Regions from separate parts of the Rattus norvegicus genome. Here region 1 is linked to region 2. Evidence: chromatin contacts called from public Hi-C data. All regions are on one chromosome and are shown on one strand. The core of a region is the stretch at or near the end of the contact, and the rest is flanking DNA. Distances in the headings are between cores, read along the strand shown.

Region 1 (6,065 bases), core at 3,391-5,890, 270 kb before region 2:
TTTTGTTTGATTGACTGTTTTGTTTGGGGTTGTTTTTTGTTTTTATTTCTTTGGTTTGGTTTGCTGTTTTTTTGTTTTTTTGTTTTTGTTTTGTTCTGGCTTTTTTGATTTTTTGTTTTTGTTTGTTTTGTCAAGCTGTGTGGATATTTTGTTGGCATAAAATGTTTTATCAAAATATTTGGCAAATATATATTGGCACTCCTGCACATTAAATTTTTACAGATTGAAGGGAAATGGGTCCAAAACAATCACTCCAGCCTGTGAGAGAGAAAAATCCTTGCTCTCAAGACTGTATTTAAGTTGTGTCAGCTGTGAGTCAGGGTGAATTCCCAAAAGCAACATGTAAACAGTTATTGTTCCAAACATATGGATTCTTAACCCTGGAAAGAATGGTCTGATTATTTGGATTCTACTCCTCAGATACAAATTAATAAAGGTTTCTTTCATACATATTTTAGCAAATCAAAAATCAAGCTGTTTCCTGTTGAATCATCACAGAATATATATAGATAACCCTTACTGATAAATTCAAAATGGAATTTCCTGTGTGTGTGTATGTGTGCATGTGTCAGTGAGAGTGTGTATATGTGTGGTGTGTATGTAAGTGTGTGAGTATGTGTGCGAGTGAGTGTGTGTGTGTGTGTGCGTGAGTTTGTGTGAGTGTGTGTATGTGGGGTGTGTGTGTGTGCGAGTGAGTGTGTGTGTGGTGTGTGTGTGTGTGTGCGTGAGTTTGTGTGAGTGAGTGTGTGTATGTGGAGTGTGTGTGTGTGTGTATGTGGTGTGTGTGTGTGTGTGTGTGTGCTTCCTTACTTGCTAACATGTAAATGAGAGGGTACAACATTGGGTACCTTCCTCAATCATTCTCGAACTCAACTCTGTAACAGGGTGTCTTGCTGATCCTGGGGCTTGTCAGATCAGGTGGATTGGCTGGCCAGCCGGCCCCAAGTGTCCCCTCGGTGCATTGCTAGCACTGAGTTTACACATGTGTTCTGCTCAGCATCATCCGTGAGTTCTGAGGGATCCTCTCCAGATCTTCACGCTTGGGTGACAAGCACTTTACTGATGGAACCATCTCCCCAGAGCCGTCTCCCAACCTCCTTTCCCTTTTAATGAATTCCAACAGTGGAAACACAAGAAATTATTTGGGAGGGTTCAAGTTCAGCCCACAGACTGTACCAAACAAATACAAAGGCTGCTTCCTTCTGGCCAGAAAGAAAGCTGTCTGTTTTTGAAGAAGTATCTGTCCAGAATGTGCCAATTTAACCAAATGAAGCTTTCAGTTGTTGTCACCATTTTTTTTAATCTTTATTAACTTGAGTATTTCTTATTTACATTTCTTTTTTTTTTTTTCTGGAGCTGGGGATCGAACCCAGGGCCTTGTGTTTGCTAGGCAAGTGCTCTACCACTGAGCTAAATCCCCAACCCCTCTTATTTACATTTCGATTGTTATTCCCTTTCCCAGTTTCCAGGCCAACATCCCCCTAACCCCTCCCTCTCCCCTTCTAATGGGTGTTCCCCTCCCCATCCTCCCCCCATTACTGCCCGCTCAGTTGTCGCCATTCTTGTTGGGGGATATGTTAAGGTTCTCTTACATCCATTGACTAAATCCTTAGAAATAACCATAATTCTTTTTGTCCTGAAGTTCAGCACAAGGCCCTAAGTGGGTGCTCCCCAACTCAACCACTGCCCAATCCAAGGCATTTGGGTGGACGTTCATAAAAAGTTACCTAGGGTAAGAAAACAAACCTGACTCTTCTTTCGTGCCGGAAAACAAAATGGATATAAAAAATTTCCGTGGAAATTTTCAATCAAGTCATTGAATTCGAAGCAGAATCCAGAGACCGTGAGTGAAGGTACTTGTCGACCTGACAGCCTGGCTTTTATTTCAAGGACCGATAGGGTGGAGGAGAGAGTCAACTTCTGGAAGTTGACCTCTGACTTCCATGCACCATGACGTGCATACACTCAAGCATGTACACATACAGATAAATAAATAATAAAGGTTTCACAAACAAATCCCAAAGATATTTCAGCAATGAAATTGGTTAAGGTAAGTAGTCTCCTTCAAAGGGGTCTGAGGGACATTAGAGATGGTGATTCTCAGAATTTGTGCCTTTCCTGCCCTTTGTGAGGCACTCTCCGACCCCTGGACCTGAGAGTTCCTAGGATGCTTTTCCAAGTGTTGGCACAGACACCGATTGTCCCGTAACCTTTGTGTCAGATTTGCCATTCACCATCTCCCCGGGGGCAGGAACAACCTGTGTAGACGTCTAGAACCTTGCTCATCCTGAAGGTATAGGATTTTAAAATGACAAAGACAATAACATTGAATGCACCCATTTCTACCACAGAAGAGGTACAGATAGGCTTTTTAATCTGTTTATCCTAAAAGGAATTTGAAAGACTTTTTAAAAAGTGATCACTTTTCAGCCAGATTTGCAGGTCTGTGCTCCAGCTACTCCACCAAAATTTTGTTTTCATTTTCAGAACATATCATATTCTTGAAATACTGTCAATTTATCTATACATTTGAAACAAGAGGACATAATGTTAAACCATGGCTTTCATATCATCTCTTTAAATAATTCAAAAAGCCCACCAGAAGCCTCTAATAACAAGCAGAACAAAGGGCTGAGATTGAGAGGCAGAGTCACAGAAGCTTAACTGTCAGGAGTGGCCGGCTTGTTGTGTGACTTGGCTAAAAATGAGTCTCCCTGTAGACCTCCCTTCCTTATTCCCCATAGCTGCACAAACACTAGCCATCAGGGTTCTGCTTCACATGAGGAGGCTGGAACTCTTCGTGAATGTTTTCTCGAACCTGGTTCTAACGTTTCCACCCTAGTACTGAGCCCTTAGCAAATTCATTCGCACCCTCTCATTTACCTTAGCCATAGGCAAGAAAGGTTTTCGGAGGACTTCTCAATCCATACACTCCATGGTTTAAGATCAAAGTCTCTCTATCAGCACCTATGTTGTCCCTTCCCCTGTTGGTTCTTATGCTGGGAAAACTGTGCAGGCAGACGAATGACCACATGGCTCAGTGACAGGGGCTACTCAGTCTTCATGGATTGCATCCCACCACAGCAAATATAAAAAATAATAATAAATAAATAAATAAAAATAAAAAGGAGATAGGAAAAATTCGGGAATGGTGGGAAACATCCACAATCCCAGCTTTAGGATTCAGAAGCTGAATGATCAGGAGTTCGAGGCCAGCCAGGACAATATTTCAAATTCAAGGCCAATCTAATGGACAAGAAACCCAGGGAGGAAGAAAAAGGGGGGATGAGGGGAGGGAGAGATAAAGGAAGGGAGACTTTTCATGTCCTGCATTGAGAATTTTTAGCCTGGGTTTTATGTTTTCTTCGTCGTTAAAGAAATAAAATCATTCCATACTGATTTGGGTGCTTTAGCAAGGCCTTTATTACCAACAGAAAGGCCAGGCCTAAATGCTTTCTAAACAGCATAAACATAACCCAAAGGGTCCCAAAACATTGCTTAAAATATCCTTTTAATACCAAGCCTTTAACACAAATTAAAACGTGCTTTAACGTACTCTGACAGAAAATGCCTAACCCGATGGTTGCTGGAGATAAAACGTGATCATGCACTACTCATCTTAGAGTGGTCAAAGCGGGGGGTGGGGAGTCGGGGGGGGCTGTTATTTTCCCTTAGTAAGGCGAGGCATGGTCTGTAAGCCTGTTAGAAACCTTTTCTACCCTGGTAGGAAGATCTACATGTATGCACCCCACACAACATCTAGATCATCAATATCCTTTTTGAAATTCGCCAGCATCCCCAGTCGAGAGTGCACCTAACGCTCACACAAACGCAGAGGTGGGTACGCAGAGCCTGCAGCGCCCAATAAGCTGGTCCTTTGGAAATTCTCAAATGATAGAAGACTCTCCCTGCTCCTCTGAGACCCCGCCTTCTGCACCTTATTTTTCACTGGTGTCTACCGGGAAGGTGTTTGCCTTCTGAGAACTCATAATTCTATTCTGTTTAGAGTTTGACCCATCTGTGAGGGTGAGCACCCGGGAACTCAGCTCTGGGATTTGTCTGTATTCCTGTCCCCATGCCTCCAGCCCCCCCCAGTCCCCGCCTATGTTCACAAAAAACGGGTCGAAGATGTGAACGATGGAGAGGCTGACGTTCGTTTCCTTCCCACTTCCCATCCAGGCATCCTTCACCCGGCAGCAACTCGGGGCCCACCTCTCCTCCTTCCCGTCCCCGCAGCGCACTTACCGGGCTCATGGACCCCGGGGTTGTCAGACAGCTCGATGACCAGGAGCTCCCGGCCCTCGAAGCTGCGCCCCACCGTGTAGATCCTGCTGATGGCGGTGCACTGCAGCCATACCGACACCAGCGCCTCGCGCAGCTCGGGATAGCGGTGGTACTCGAAGGAGATGCCGTCCTCCTGCTGCAGCCGCCGGCGCCGCCGCATGCCAGCCGCTGGCGCCCCGGGCTCCTGGGCTTCAGCCGCTAACAGCCACCCGCCGGCCACCAGCGCGGCACACAGCGCCAGCAGCACCCGTCCTCCGCGCCCGGCCATCGCGTCCCCGCGAGCTGTACCGCCGGTCTCTTTTGTCTGCCCGGGCCCGGGTGGAGTTGGCGAGCTCAGCACCAGCCTCCTCTCGTCTCACCTTCCACGGCTCAATGAACGGTGCGCGCTGGGGCCACCCAGAGGACAGTGGCGACGCGACGGCTCTGCGCGCTGCACTACCCGCCCCGGGGAGCAGGAGGCAGGAGGCCCGGCACAGGCGGAACAACCGCCAGGGATGCTGGCTTTATTCCTTGGCTCAGACCCACGTCAAAAGCCAAATGGCGCCAGGGACCACGCAGGTGGAATGACAGCTAAGACCTTGGCTTAGGAGGGTTATTGTGAATGAGAGGGAACCACGACCAGGATCACCCTTGTAGAAAACACATTCTTGGGTTACTAGCAGAGCCTTTTGATTTCCACCTAGAGGCATCAGAATGTGGGGTGGGGGTGAGAAGCAACCCACAGCTTGCCTTCTTTCTCGGACATTACTGCTGCAATAGTGGAAACTTAAGGGTTGTGGCTTCATCTTACAGCAAGGTCTGGCTAGAAACCAGAACACTGTATTTTGATTTGATTCTGCTTTCTACCCATTTACAGAGAGCGCTTTTAACTGTATTCAGACATACTCCGGAATCCTTCTAGGGGGAAAGAGAGAGAAATGAGGTAAGCAAGCAAGACCAATACCACTCATCTTCTGTGACACTCTGAGAAACACCAACGAGACTCTGTTCATGCGTTAGACAAAGGATTTCGTTTGGCAGTATGATTCAATCCTGTGATGGAGGAAAAACCGATGCAGATAAATGATATTGTCTTCCCTTTCACAAAGTGACTGCAAGGGTATAAAATCGTGGGCTTAAATGACCACCCTTGGGCAGGGTCTGTACTTTTGGAGCAACATCTGCAGCAGATGTTACTCTACAACAGTTGCCATTGGATGTAACACCAGTATGGATCTGAACAAATAATCCATTGAGCGTGGCCACCAAAAAAAAAAAAAAAAAAAAAAAGATCAGCACACCAGCAGGGGAAGGTTTCATGTGGGACATTTTTCCCCAGATGCCTCTTTCTCCACTATCTAATAATACCCTGTCCTGAATAAAACCTGTCACCTAGAAAGGAATCCAGGTCTATAAATAATTTCATTAGGTTTTTTTTTCTTTTATACTGAAGTTTGAAACCGTGGAAGCACCTTCTCTTTCTGACTCCTTGGTCTCAGATGCAGCTAGAGGGCAAAGGGAACCCAGTTGCTTAGAAAGTGATGTCAGGGGTTGGGGATTTAGCTCAGTGGTAGAGCGCTTGCCTAGCATGCGCAAGACCCTGGGTTCGGTCCCCAGCTCCGGGGGGGGGGGAAAAAAAGAAAGAAAGTGATGTTAGCAGGACAACAGGTTGGGTGGCCTCTGTGGTTCTCAGAAGGCCCACTGCCCTCAGAAGCCGACCTGTGGCAGTCATGGCTGCCCACACCCCACCCACCCAGGCCACTCCCACCCCTTGAGAACCAGACTGCTATAGTTAAGGCACG
Region 2 (6,734 bases), core at 3,666-6,165:
GGCCTGAGGGGATTGGTGACACACACCTACACTCCCAGTACTTACTGGCGAGGTGGAGGCAGGAGGATCAGAAGTTCAATGTTGTCCTTGGCCTCATACTTATTTGGAGTCCAACCTGGGCTACATGAGACCCAAAACAAAAGTAAAACAATAAATAATATTTTGATAAACTATTTGGGGAAGGGCTAGGGCATCAAGAAATTGCTCAGTCAATTCACACCTACACAGAAAAAAAGGAGGACTGTTCCTTTGGGTTTTTAGCCAATTAGAGATATATGGAGGAGAGAAGGGGGCATCGCCAGCAAAACAGAAACAGGTGAAGACCCCACACTCCTCCCCAGACTTTCAGGAAATTATACAGAATCAACAAACATTTGGCCGTGACTGATTTCTTGCAGAAGAGCAATGGCAGGCGAACAAAGGGAAAACGTAGGTTACTTCTGAGAGCTACTTGTGCAGGACAGTCTGCCGTGAGGTGATGGCGTGATAAACCACAAGGCACTCAGCAGGCTTGCCCAGGAGCCCTCAGGTTCTCAGCCTCTTTGGCTCTAGGTTACATAACTCTATGATTGTGGTGATTAATCTTGAGTGTCAACTTGATGGGCTTTAGAGTCACCATGGAAACAAACCTGTGGGGAGGCGTAGAGGGAGCTTTTAGATTAGAATGAAATAGGAAGACTTACCCTAAATATGGGCAGCACCATTCCATGGGCTGGGATCCTGGACTGAGCCCCAGATCCATCCCTAAAGGCGAGTGCTAGCTTCATCTCCATCATCTGAGAGTGGAGCCCCAGCTTCATCCCTCAGCCCCCGTGAGCACCAGCTTCACCCTACACCCCCACCTGTACTTCCTGTCTGCTGAGATGAGTGATTGCCTGGGGCGCCTGCTGTTTGGGTATCCTGTCAGGACGGACTATGTGCATGAGCTGTAAGCCGAAATAAACCCTCCTTCCTTAAGTCTTCCTGATAGTCTGTCTCCAAATCAAGAAAAGTATATGATACGTTGACCAAAAGGCAGGGTCTCATATTCCAGAGAGAGGCGATTGCCCAGAGGTGGGGCTGGGAGGCAGGTATGAGGGTGATCATCCCATCTCTGAGGAGAGATGAACAGAAGCCTCATGGTTTGCTAAAATTCACCAGTATTGGATTTAGTACCTGTGCCATCTGAACTTCTTCCAGGGGAAAAACATCTAATCAGGGAGATTGAGCAGAGTGATTTTCGCTTGCTTAGGACGATGCTGAAATTAATCAAAAGGCATTTATTAAATACGTAATTGGACTTAGTGCAGCACTGGATGCCCCCGAAGAGCACAGTGTGCACCTGGCCCCTTCACCCCAGCAATTTATAATAAGGAGAAGTGGAGAGACAGGGGAGGGGGGAGGGGACCGGAAGGAAGCTAGAATTTCGTGAGTTCCTCAAGTGTGGCAATCTTATGCAAAGAAAAGATTTCTTTTTCAGTGCTGGAGATTGAAGCCACTCTTCCTCTACCCCAAGAGGCAAGCTTCTACCACTTACCTACACCGTCAGCCCTTGTTTTCCCTTTATAAATGTCGGTCTATCCACTTTACAGACAAGGAAAGTGCTGGAAGTCAAATTTAAGTTGAGTTTGGTGATTCTGAGGCTCTCTGCTCGGCCCTGGTTTGCCCTGGAAGGAGGGCAGACTGACAAGAAAACATGCTCAGGATATAAGGATTTGTTAAAACTGTAAGACATGGCTGGCACAATGGCTAAGCAAATAACAGTGCATGCCATACAAGAGATGACCTGAACGCTAGAACCCACGGTGGAAGATGAGAACCAACCATGTCCTCCACACATGGTGTAGTGTGCATACACGCATGCATTCACATGTCCGTGAGTGCACACACACACAGTAGTAATAATAAATATAGATAATAATGAGCTATGTGATAAACTGGTGCAGTGGCTCTCGCTGTAATCCCAGTGCTTGGGCAATAGAAACAAGAACATCAGGAGTTCAAGGTCATCCTGTCTACTATACAGCAAGGTCAAGGACAGCCTGAATCCATAAGTGTGTGTGCTGAAGAGGAAGAAAAACATAAAAAGAGATGACAAGACAAAGAAAGGGAAAGATGTCAAGAAGGGAGGAAGGAGGAAGAAAGGAAGGACAGACGGATGGGAAATACTCAGAGAATGAGAGGGTGGTTGCCCAGTTTGATGCCCCTCAGCCTTCCTGATCTATTTCCCGTCTTCTCAGCGACTGCACACGAACCCTGTTTGTTCTGTTCCTTACCACATCTCTCATTTTATCCTTCTCATACCTTGCTAACCTATTCTTATTGCATCCCGTGCTCCCCCACCCCCTGTCTTCTAGTAGAATCTCCTAACCATGCCGTCATTTTCCTTTGAACCCAACTACTATTGACTGTGAGTTCACAGCTGGGCTGTGTGATGGCTCTGCCATACAAGATCAGGAGTTCAAGGTCATCTGTAGCTACAGAATGAATTGGAGGCCAGGCTAGGCAACATAAGACTCTGCCTCAAAACACAAAAGAAAAAAAGTCCAACTCAGCTAAACTGGATCTGAACTCAACCTTCCTTATTTTTAAAATATGTTTAGATATTTTTATTTATTATTATTTGAGGGGCAGGGTGTCCGTGGTTTGGTGTACATAGAGGGAGGTCAGGGGATAACATTGCAGAGTTGGTTCTTTCCTGCTACTTAAAAAAAAAAAGATTTATTTATTTACATATGTGAGCAGACAGATACTACCTTCAGACACCAGAAAAGGGTATCAGATCCCATTACAGATGGTTGTGAGCCACAAGGTGGTTGCTGGGAATTGAACTCAGGACCTCTGGAAGAGCATCAGTGCTCTTAACCGCTGAGCCATCTCTCCAGCCCTTTCCTGATACTTTTCATGGGTCTTGAGGATTGAACTCAAGTCATCAGGTCAGGCTTTCAAAGCAAGCACCTTTACCTGCTAAGCCACTCAATGGCCTGACTTTCTGTATTAAATCAAGGGGGGGGGGGAGAGAGAGAGAGAGAGAGAGAGAGAGAGAGAGATTCTTTAGGAATGGAGGTGATTGGTAAGTGACACATGATACTGTGAGTATGAAACCTTAAACTCATTACATCACACACAAACATGCACATGCTCGAGCATGCACATACACATTCCACATTGCTGCCGTGAAATCAGAAAGGAGACTAGTTGGGAAAAGGAAGGGAATCAGTGGGAGGGAACACGAGAAGGCAACGGGTGCTATATAAGCCAAATTCCTTATAAACACGTATGAAAATGCCACCATGAAACCTATCATTACATATAATTAACAGGCGCCAGTAAACGCTTATTTAAAAGAGCAAAGTCCAGTTAAAACTGTGCAGCACATAAGGAGATGTTCTTTGAGGATTTCAGGGTTATTCCTTTCCAGGGCCTGTAGAGAAGCTGGTTTTAGGGAGAGGAAGGAACCAATATGATTCAACTACCTGTTCCAGGACAGGAGGACAGGCATTCTTCCCAACGGACAAGTCCAGCCACTGTCCTTGGGGCCCAGTCTGCTCAGTGTTGATGACACCTTTGCTTCCCAATTCCTCCTCACCCACAGACATTACGGACTCTTCCTCACTTCTCTCTTTACTTCTTCATGAGATAGTCTCATGTGACCCAGGCGTGCCTCTAATCTACTATAGAGCAAAGCCTGGCCTTGAACTCATGATCCTTCTGCCTCTTCTAAGTCCTGAGACTACAGGTGTGTGCTACCACACCCAGTTCCCCAGTACGATTCAGTGTGTGTGTGTGTGTGTGTGTGTGTGTGTGTGTGTGTGTGTGTTAAAACTTGGGCTGCAGAGATGCCTCAGTGCTACTTAGATACACTAACCATTCTTCCAAAGGACCTGGGTTTGATTCCCAAAAACAACTGTCAAACTCTAGTGTCAGAGGATCCAATAGCTCCTATGGCCTCCCTGGGCAACAGGCATGCACACAGTGCACAGCCCCCCATGCAAATAAAACACTGAAACACATAAAATAAAAACAATTTTAAAATACTTTGTATGTACAAAACAACTTGTCAGGTGGGTGGTGTGTACTAACAATGCCAGATTTCACTGTGCAAAGGCAAGGGGATCAGGAACTGAAAGTCAGTTTCAGCGCACATCAATTTCTAGGTCAGCGTAAGCTACTTGAGACCTTGTTTTAATTTAAAAAAAAAAAATGAGGACTAACCAATGGCTTTTGCTACCAAGCCCGGGATTCACATAGTGGTGACACAAGCCTTTAATTTGAGCACTCCACTAGAGGAGACAAAGACAGGTGAATCTCTGAGGGTTCAAGGCCATCTTGGTCTACATAGTGAGTTTCAGAACAGCAGAGCTATGTAGAGAAACCCTGTCTCAAAAAGCAAAACTGAAACCAAAAATAATCAAAGGACAGAAAAAGAGATGGGGAAAGAAAAAACAGAAACAGAATACCTAAAAAAACAACAACAACAACAAAAACAACAAGAACAACAAAAGCTACAGGAATTTCCTGTGGAGACAACTGTAAATTTGTTATACAAATTAGAATCTATTCTAGGTCAGTCCCTCTACAGGTGGAATTACAATTTTTACTGCGTCTTTTTCCGAACACAGAGCTATCGCTGCAAACAAAAACTACGCAACAGAAATAAGTTAATGTTTAAAGAGTAGTTGACGAAACATGGTTTAAATGGTTGCTCTAGAAATTCATTTTTTTAATTGCCAAATCTCTGATAAACGGATGAAACAACCGCCTGGGCTAGACCGACACCCAAAGCGGGAGTCTGAAGGGAGGGCCACACTCCTCCTGGCTTCTGATCGGCTGATCTAAGTCGAGGGGCGTGGCCTTAGGGGCGGGGCTGGCGCAGAGTGGGTGTGTCCGGGGCGGGGCGCGCAGGTCCAAGTAGGTGCGACTGTCCCGGGCCCTCGGCGCCGGGGCGCTGGTGGAGAGGTCAGGCTGGCGGGGCATCGGCCCGCGACGGCGGGTCATGGCGGCGGGCGGTAGGCTGGAGGACGTGAGTGAGGCGCCGAGCCCCGTCGCCGCCATCCCGCTTCCTGTGCTGAGCTCAGGGGGCGGAGACAGCGGGCTGGGAGCTACCCAGAGTCGCAGCGGCTCCACCATCGGGGACGCGGGGTGCGGGGTGCGGGGTGACGCGACGGGCGGGGACCGCGGATTCCGGGAGCGTCTTCCTGTGTAATCGGAGGGACACGGCAGGGTTGGCGCGGGGGACCCTTCAGTCGGCGGCTCACGTGCAGTGCGCGTCTTTGGTTCCGGAAATGAGAGCTTCACGTGATGCTCACTACCCTGATCGGTCCTTCCTGGGAAAGACTGACAGGCGGACTTTTACGCCCGGGGTGACCCGGCTTATGTGGGCCCTCCTGCTGCGACTGGAGAGCACTGGGTTCCTGGTGTGACACTGGTGCTTGGGCTAATAGCCTCCCTCGGGCGGACCTGTAGCTCTCATCTCCCGGAAACGCAGATTGGAGCATAAGTGTATCATGTGTTTTGAATGTAGGCATGATAGGAACGGAAAGATGTTTGAATCTTAGATGCATGCCTGCTTGCTTTAAAAAAAAAAGTTCCAGGTGGCCCACTTCGCGGTGTAGCCAGTATAGAATGATAATACAATTGGAAAAATCTTGAGTTTATGAACTCATTAAGACACTGATTAATTTGAAATCAGGTGAGAGGGGGGGTGACACTTTGAGAGGAAATTTGCATTTGTTTCCAGAACAAACTATTTTGTCTATTGGCATAATAAAAGCCCTGCCCTTGAGAAATGCAAGGCTGACATTATGTTAGCACAATGACCTGAGCTAATAACTAATAAAAACATTAGCATGGTCTTACATTAAAAAAAAAAAAGTTCCAGAACTGTAAGAGCTTAGATTCTTGTGTGTTTGGGTCCTGCAATCATTTATTTACTTATTATAGATGTGCTAGGTAGCCCTAGCTGGCCTGGTACTCATTATATAGCCTAACCTGGCCTTAAGTTTGCCTAACTGTTCCCTGACAGCCCATTTTAATGCCTCAATGGTGGGAGTACCTTGCCACCTAGCTAGTTGAATTTTCTCCATGAAATATGTTTCTAACAATGGAACTAATCTAAAGCATAGCGCATTGCTTTTGAAATTTTACGAGTGAGATTTCATGGACTGACAATTTCTGGAAGGAATAAATAAGAGGAAAATGAGTGGTTTAGAAAAAACTCGAGCAGTGTTTCTCGGTGCTAACCTGCCCTGGAGTTCTTGGATCTTTCAGAAGTACAGTCCTGGATATTTCTTTCGGCAAACAATCGGGGATGGGTATTTCACCAACAATGAAGTGGCTGAACCTATGGACCTAGGGAGGTTGCCTGCCTTTGGTATTTTGTAGATAACAAAGTGCACATTTAGTGAGCTGTACATGGGCTATGTTGCAAGCCCAGGTGCTTAAGCGAGTCAGTGAATGAATGGCTCGTTTATAAAGACAAGGACTTGTTGCAGCTTTGAATAAATGAACACCCAGGCCTCTGAAGGACCCAAACAAAGGCAGCTCAAAGGGTCTTAAGTAATAGGAGGCATTTTAGAGTCCTCACTGGGGTGAGTGTATAGCAGGCCTAGCTCGTATATAATGACACTGAGTTTTTAATATTTTAAAGCTTAGGCTTTTCATCGAGGGCTGTCTTCTAGCTACTCTAACCTGACTAATCCTGGCACTACGTCCTGCTGTGGCCAGCTCTACCTCTGCTCAGCTCAGGCGCCTCT

Evidence for each region. Hi-C and Micro-C count contacts between places; a contact is called where the count stands out from the background.
Region 1: a Hi-C map of frontal cortex shows a contact between it and region 2, with 3 times the contacts expected there. The contact joins the promoter of Cpe here to the promoter of Tmem192 in region 2. A contact is called at or near these places in 2 of 12 Hi-C or Micro-C datasets (the A7r5 cell line and frontal cortex) and 1 of 1 datasets of contacts at active chromatin or transcription factors (oligodendrocytes).

Annotation. Positions count from the first base shown.
Region 1 is chr16:29,795,282-29,801,346 of GRCr8, reverse strand. It overlaps Cpe (carboxypeptidase E), which reads right to left and starts at 4,640. Exons shown (of 9, transcript NM_013128.2): 1 at 4,246-4,640. The coding sequence starts at 4,552.
Region 2 is chr16:29,525,665-29,532,398 of GRCr8, reverse strand. It overlaps Tmem192 (transmembrane protein 192), which reads left to right and starts at 4,915. Exons shown (of 6, transcript NM_001014141.1): 1 at 4,915-5,002. The coding sequence starts at 4,976.